Linked DNA regions of Tachysurus vachellii: region 2 is linked to region 1. A link is a contact called in public Hi-C data. All regions are on one chromosome and are shown on one strand. The core of a region is the stretch at or near the end of the contact, and the rest is flanking DNA. Distances in the headings are between cores, read along the strand shown. Region 1 holds the start of LOC132845798 (metalloreductase STEAP2-like). Region 2 holds the start of LOC132845292 (cyclic nucleotide-gated cation channel beta-3).

Evidence for each region. A called contact is a pair of places that touch in the nucleus more often than the background predicts.
Region 2: a contact with region 1 is called in a Hi-C map of muscle, with 4 times the contacts expected there. The contact joins the promoter of LOC132845292 here to the promoter of LOC132845798 in region 1. A contact is called at or near these places in 2 of 3 Hi-C or Micro-C datasets (blood and muscle).

What each region holds. Positions count from the first base shown.
Region 1 is chr5:17,279,691-17,283,245 of HZAU_Pvac_v1, forward strand. LOC132845798 (metalloreductase STEAP2-like) reads left to right here and starts at 1,918. Exons shown (of 5, transcript XM_060870071.1): 1 at 1,918-2,023; 2 at 2,531-3,070. The coding sequence starts at 2,573. It overlaps LOC132845291 (metalloreductase STEAP1-like), which reads left to right. Exons shown (of 6, transcript XM_060869232.1): 5 at 1-89; 6 at 233-489. The coding sequence ends at 442.
Region 2 is chr5:17,445,761-17,449,433 of HZAU_Pvac_v1, forward strand. It overlaps LOC132845292 (cyclic nucleotide-gated cation channel beta-3), which reads left to right and starts at 1,415. Exons shown (of 18, transcript XM_060869233.1): 1 at 1,415-1,620; 2 at 1,867-1,921; 3 at 2,223-2,301; 4 at 3,232-3,392; 5 at 3,592-3,673. The coding sequence starts at 1,435.

The sequences.
Region 1 (3,555 bases), core at 668-3,167:
TAGGATTGGGCATTCTGGCCTTGGTGGCCATCTCCTCCCTACCTTCTGTTATGGACACTCTAAACTGGAGAGAGTTCCAGTGTGTCCAGGTAGGTGAGAAACCAGAATCCAGAAATCATTTAACCATCAGGGGTCTGGACTTCACAGCTATGATGGACATTATAGACACATTGTTCTTTGATTTGTCATTGATAATTGTTTGATTGTTTATTGTCTCTCCATATTTGTGTAGAGAACACTGGGACATGCAGCTCTGTTTTTGTGCACAGCTCATGCTCTGGTGTATGGCTGGAGGAAGTGGGTGGAGATGAAGCACTATGTATGGTACACACCACCATCATTTATACTGGCCTCCTTCCTCCCAGGTGTGGTGTTACTGCTCAAGGCTGTGCTAGCCATGCCCTGTTTTAACAAAAGATTGGCGCGCATTCGACATGGCTAGGAAAGACCCGGGCGAAAGCAATTAATAGACAAGGACTCACTCTGACTCAGTCTGTCTTAGCAGCATAACATTTTAAATGTGTGTTTCAGGAATGTTGGGTTTTAAGTCATGATTGTTTTGAAGTGCTGTTTTTCACAACTTGTGATTGATGTTTAAGTTGTTTGTACTACTGTATAATGCAGCTGTACATTTAAGTATGAACAAATATGAGCTCTTTTTTATACTTATTTTACAGTAGTAATCAATTGAAAAATAATGTAGTAAAATTTTGTATATTGTTTTGAATTGTATTGATCTGTGTAAAAGGAAGAAGGAAAGCATTGTTTTGTGACTGATACATGATTCTCTGTCATGACTTCCTCATTAAGGTATTACAAACAGATTCAGATAACCGAAATAACAGGTATCTTGCACTCCTTTTGGCATATTTGTTAGCTGCTTTGTTTATTGTGTCTCATTGTTATGTCACTTTGGAAAACTGCATGTGAAATGTGATAAGTGGGGGAAAGCAAAGCTGTCTTATTATACACTATTGTACTAAATAGTAGCTTTGCATAGTTACAGCAATGGTGACATTTGCCGACCTGCTAATTCGACTATCTAATGTATTTAGATCTTGTATGCTAGTATGTGAACAATAGAATGTAAATGCAGCGTTTGTTTTGAAATCTACATTTACATTCTCTGCTTATTAAAGTTCTGATAAACTATGAAGTTTTGCTAATGATATAAAAACCGTGCATGGTCATGGTATAAAGCACTATTGTAAATTAGGGGTGTGAAGCTGAAATTTTACCAAGGCCTCTTCAGCATTTTTGTGATACTTTAAAGGGACATAAGCAAAGGTTATTAAGATATAGTGATATATCTCAGAAGAAAAAACAACAACTCCTAAAAGAATCTATTGTGTATGCACTCTTAGTTGATACACGTATTTAATAAAAAAAAGTATTAAACTGCATGCACTAGTGCACTAGTATGCACTAATGCCATAACTAATTAAAGTGTTGGATGAACTCATACCCTGTTTAGACTTGGCTTTCTTTTACTCATATTTTGAACGAAACAAACCTTTCTCATTACTTACTAAGTAACATAATTTTTTTTTATATATATTATAGACACACACACACACACACATACATATAAGTATAATATATATAAATAAGTATAAGCATTATACATATGTGTGTGTGTATATATACATAAATATATATATATATATATATATATATATATTATATATATATAATATGATATTTATTTTAATCAAAAAAAGTATTTGAGTGTTTTATTGCTTGTGTTAAAATATTTTATTAAATTATTAAATGCGTTTTGAGATTTTGGACTCAAAATAACAAGTGCTTTATTATTATTATAAATTATTATTAGTTTGTTGGTTAGGTTGTCCTCGTCGTGCCCTGGTCTAGTCACTGATTGGTGGAGGTCTGCTCGCCACGTTGAGACTGTGACCAATCAGACCACAGAGGGCGGGGCGAGCGGCGACACCGCAGACATCGCCTGCACACAGACACGGCGGATCCATGAGCGATAACGATAACATCAGTGTTTCAGATCAAGGTTAGACGGCACAGTTTTGTCATGATAAAGCCTGAATGTGTTGAATAAATTGTTATAACGATTTACATAATACAGGGTGTGCTAGTGAAGCGTTACAGGGTGACATTGCAGGGCAGGTCACAGCTGTGTAGTTACAGCTGGTATCAGCGCGGTGTTTTCATCCAGATGTCAATCATGTGGACGTTTCTCTGATTTATCCTCCATGTAGCAGCAGAATGTAAACTACTGTCGGTTATAACGCAATGAACAGCCAAATCGTGCTTATTAAAAGGTGAGACAGGCTGTGAGGCAGTTATTTATCTTTATTAGTCTAAAAAAAATTATTATAGCTTATTATAGTAACTGATATTGTCTAGAATCTCTCAGTGCACACTTTTCTAATGTAATAAATAATCAGTTACTATAACATAATTAATATTATATGTATTTAGATTGTAAGTAATGTGTATAAATGTTCTAGGAAATCTGTAGTATGTATTTAAATTATTGTTAAAATCATTTTTGTAGAAACGTGGTTTGATCAACATCTAGAGCTCCAGGTCTAAAGAAATGGACTCCATCTCACTGATGGGCAGCAGTCCTGCAGGCAAAGCCTTCTTCCTTCCTAACGGCATGAAGAACGGGCCCAGAGAAGGCTCCAGCAAGCCGTCAGTGGCCATCATCGGCTCTGGGGATTTCTCCAAGTCTTTGGCCATCCGTCTGCTGTGTAGTGGCTTTCATGTAGTGGTGGGCAGTCGACAGCCCAAGCGGGCGGCTGAGTTTTTTCCTCATGTGGTAGATGTGACCCATCACGAGGACGCAGTGGGCAAAGCTTCCGTTATTTTCTTGGCTATCCACAGAGAACACTACTCTTCTCTCTGGGACATCAAGCACCTCTTAGCTGGCAAAATCTTGGTGGACGTCAGCAACAACAGGAGGTCGAACCAGTATCCAGAATCCAATGCAGAGTACCTCGCTTCCCTATTCCCAGACTCTGATGTGGTGAAAGGATTTAATGTAATCTCAGCATGGGCTATGCAGTCAGGCCCTAAAGATGCTAGTCGACAGGTAGGACATGCAGTCATGATGCGGTTTGCTGGCATAGGAAAATAGTCAATGACATTGGTACAGTAGTGTGATGTTTACCATCCTGGAGATGCTTGTTTTCCACTGACAAGGTTTCCCTTCTTGCTTTGTTTATCTTGTGATGGAGACAGTTGCTTATGCCAGAGAAATTGTCTTTTCTACTTTTTAGTCATTGATAGTTACATTTAATCAATTTCAATTATAAGTAATATCATAACAGTTATAATCAGTTGTTCCTGTGATATTAACAGTTATAATCAGTTCAAGACAAAAAAGCAGCTTGTTATGCTACTGAGAAGACAGGAAGTGTTAAGTCCTCTGTCTTCTAGACTCTCCTGTGTTCGAATACTTAATGATTGTACTGAAAGCTCTGAAACCCCTTTCTTAAAATAAGCATTTCTTTAAAGTAAGCTTTAACAGATGAACAATTAAACATTATTCCTTGTTAAATAACTTGTTTAATAAGC
Region 2 (3,673 bases), core at 165-2,664, 170 kb after region 1:
TAAGTTTCTTTCATAAGTTGCAGATAAATGCATACAGATGATATGAGAAATAGGAGTCCTTTAAATCTAATCTTAATTATAATGAAATAATTAAAGGTGCACCAGTTACTTGTTTAATAGTGTGCCTTCAATTTAAACCTATTCACTTACTCAATATAGCTTTCAGATTATTTTTTTGCACCTGCTAAAGTTATTTTCTTTATTTTTTTTTGTATGATTTCCAACATTGCAACTAACCAATATGTACTGAGAATATTTAATTCTGTAAACAATAATGAGCTATTAATGGTACTTGCTGTCTGTGTTACCATCTTGACAAAGCTGGTCTAATATTCATTCATTCATTCATTTTCTACCGCTTTATCCGAACTACCTCGGGTCACGGGGAGCCTGTGCCTATCTCAGGCGTCATCGGGCATCAAGGCAGGATACACCCTGGACGGAGTGCCAACCCATCGCAGGGCACACACACTCTCATTCACTCACGCAATCACACACTATGGACAATTTTCCAGAGATGCCAATCAACCTACTATGCATGTCTTTGGACCGGGGGAGGAAACCGGAGTACCCGGAGGAAACCCCCGAGGCACGGGGAGAACATGCACACACACAAGGTGGAGGCGGGAATCGAACCCCCGACCCTGGAGGTGTGAGGCAAACGTGCTAACCACTAAGCCACCGTGCCCCCCCGGTCTAATATATATATCTATAAATCTGTCTGTCTGAAAGTCTGTCTGTATAATAGCAATTAGAAGCCTCTGAAGAAAACAAAAGGTTTTTATGATAAAAACTAGTCTAAACACTATGCCAGCTGAGAGATCTGATATGACTGAGCAGTATTATAGTGTAATGTATGTTCAAAATATGCTAATAACCTTAGTTGCCTAATTAGCCATTTGATCTTTAAAAAGTAGAGTATGTTTATTTTTTGTGATCTCCTGAAACATTATCCCTTTCAGAGTATCATACTTGACTGAGACTGGCCTACTGAATGGCCCTGAACTTAGGAAAGTTAACTATTTTTCCATCCATTTTCATTTGGCAGAACATCTTTCCTCCAATAAATGTCATTGAATTTTACATTTGTGGTTGAATTTATTAATTGAAATTAATTCAGGGGTAATTTGTGCTAACAAAACACGTTCATGTTCTATTTTTTGTTGGGTCCCAACCATCTGGATGTTTATTAACTCAAATTAATTTATTTCAACATAATATATTGAACATAAACCACCTAGATTACTGAGTTCCATGCAATTTACCAAACCAGAAACACTTACATATAGACTTAGCTGATACTGTGGGAGTGGCAAGCATGAGTAGGGATTAGAGGTCTAAAAGCACTAATTAGACCTGTGTGGTTTATACGGCAGCTACAGCATAAGAGTATAAAGGATCCCCAGACAGCAACGGAAGCAGTTGGTAACCAACATGTTTCGCACTCTTGGAAAGCTGATCAGGGGTCCTGTGCTTGCTCCGTCACCAGCCTCAACACCCGATCCTTCCCCAACACCAGCACCTACCCCAGCTCCTAAACCGACTAAGGATCCTGGACCGACCCCAACTCCTGTATCTACCACAGCTCCTGCACCAACTCCATTAACTCAGCCAATTAAGGTAGGATGCATCTGCTTTACAAAATCTCTAAGAATATTGTAGTTATGATGTGTCACAATTTGTAGCAGATAATAAAAATCATGGCCATGATTTGTCTGTCTTTGAGTGTTTGTCCTGCAAGATTAATGTTTAATGACTATAATGAATATTATAATAACCATAGGGATTTAATTTTATAATCCTCCAAGAGAATCAGAAAGATCCACTTTCACAGCTATTAAAAAAGTTGGTCTTTGCAACTTATAGGATGAAAAGCCTGCAGTCAAACAAAATGAAGCCGAGAAAGAAGAAGAAAGCCCTGGTGAGTCAATTGCTATTAAACTCTGAATACTACTCTATAAAATCCAACAGAGCATGTAAAACATGTTCCCCATAGCCATCTTAAAACATTTTTTTTTTTAAAAAAAACTAAATGTATGCCAGTGTATTTCTTTTGTTCTATATAGTGTTCAGTGGCAGTGCTGATAATGTGGTCAGAGTTGGTTGTGTTTTCTCCTGTTAAACATTACTGTTCTGTCTGGGAGCTGCCTGTAGGAGCACTGGCAGTAATCACACAGCAATGGAAAGCCCCTCTCTCCTGTCTTGTTTCTGTGTATTACCAGCTCCAGCACCAACACCTGCGCCTGCTGCTGAGCCAAAACCAGAAGAGAAGCCTGTAAAAGATCAGCCACCAGCTGATAAGTAAGAGTGGAAAATTTCAGCAGTTATTATTTTACATTTGCACAACACAGCCATACACAATGATGCCCTTTTTCAGTGTTTTCTGTGTAGCATTTAACCCTGTTCTCCCTGACTGAGTTTCAGTTAGGATTTCCTTGTTCATCCTACCTTCCAAAGACATGCCAGGTAGTTAAGCTACATTGGCCCTTGGTGTGAATGTGTGTGTAAGGTTCACTGCAATGGACTGGTGTCCCACCCTTGGTGTACTCCTGCCTCCTGCCCCATGTAACCAGAACTGAGTCCAGATTCCAGACGGAAATGAATTAATATTTTGTTAACTGATTTCAAGTGGTCCAACAATCTTGCATTCAGCAAACACAAACATTATCCACAGGATCTATATCTGCCTACCAGAAAGCAGAAGGATTACTGAAGTGAGGAGCAAAGAAGAGATTATGAGATTTACAGCTTTAAGGGACTTAAGAAGCTGCCAGGGGAGCTATTTAAAATTTAAGCAACAAGACATTGGAGAGAAAAAAGAAAAAGCAAAGCCTGAATTAAATTGATGGGAATTCTTCACTGGTTGTTACTGTAATGAAGAGTCCATCCTTTTATCCTTCAGTGTCACAGACAGTCTCATTTAGCCTGATGAGGATAAGTGTTGTTTTGCACAGACTCCTCTGGGCACTATGCTTTGATTACAATGTGGAGAGTTTTATTTTAATGCCCAAAAATGATAGCAGATATGGGAGAAATCCTGCACCATTCCCACCACACACACGTCTACATTTTCACCCACAGAGAAAAACAAGACAAACCTCTATACCTTTATATTTTAGTTCAATATGCAAAACATGTCTGACTGATTTCAATTTATATCCACATTTGAATATCATACGCAGAAATGCGTGACAAAGGTGTGTTCTTTTTTCTGTTATTTTTGTTATTTAGACAAGAAGCACAGCCATCTCTTTCATGTCCAGTTGTAATAAACACATACTCTGATGCACAGCTTCGAAAAGTAATCCAGCAGATGCGACAACGTACACAAATGTTCAAAGAAAAAGTCATAGACCCCTATGCATCCTCACCTGAGCGCAGCCCTCCAGTCAGTGAGTACAAAAACATTTCCCATGAATAAATCACTGTTTTAGCAAGATTGTAACATGCTTCAATTGGCAATTGCATGTCTAAATATCTATACAGAGTGAATGACAATGGTTATTTAAAAAAAAGCAACAACAATGGCAATCATCATTTCTGTGGGTTTTATTTTTATTTATCTATTTATTTATTTATTGCCAAAAATAGCACCTGTTTTGAGAAAAAAAGATTTCATAAAAAAGCAAGAGGAAGAGAGAAAAAGAAAAGAGGAGGAGGAGAGGATCAAAAA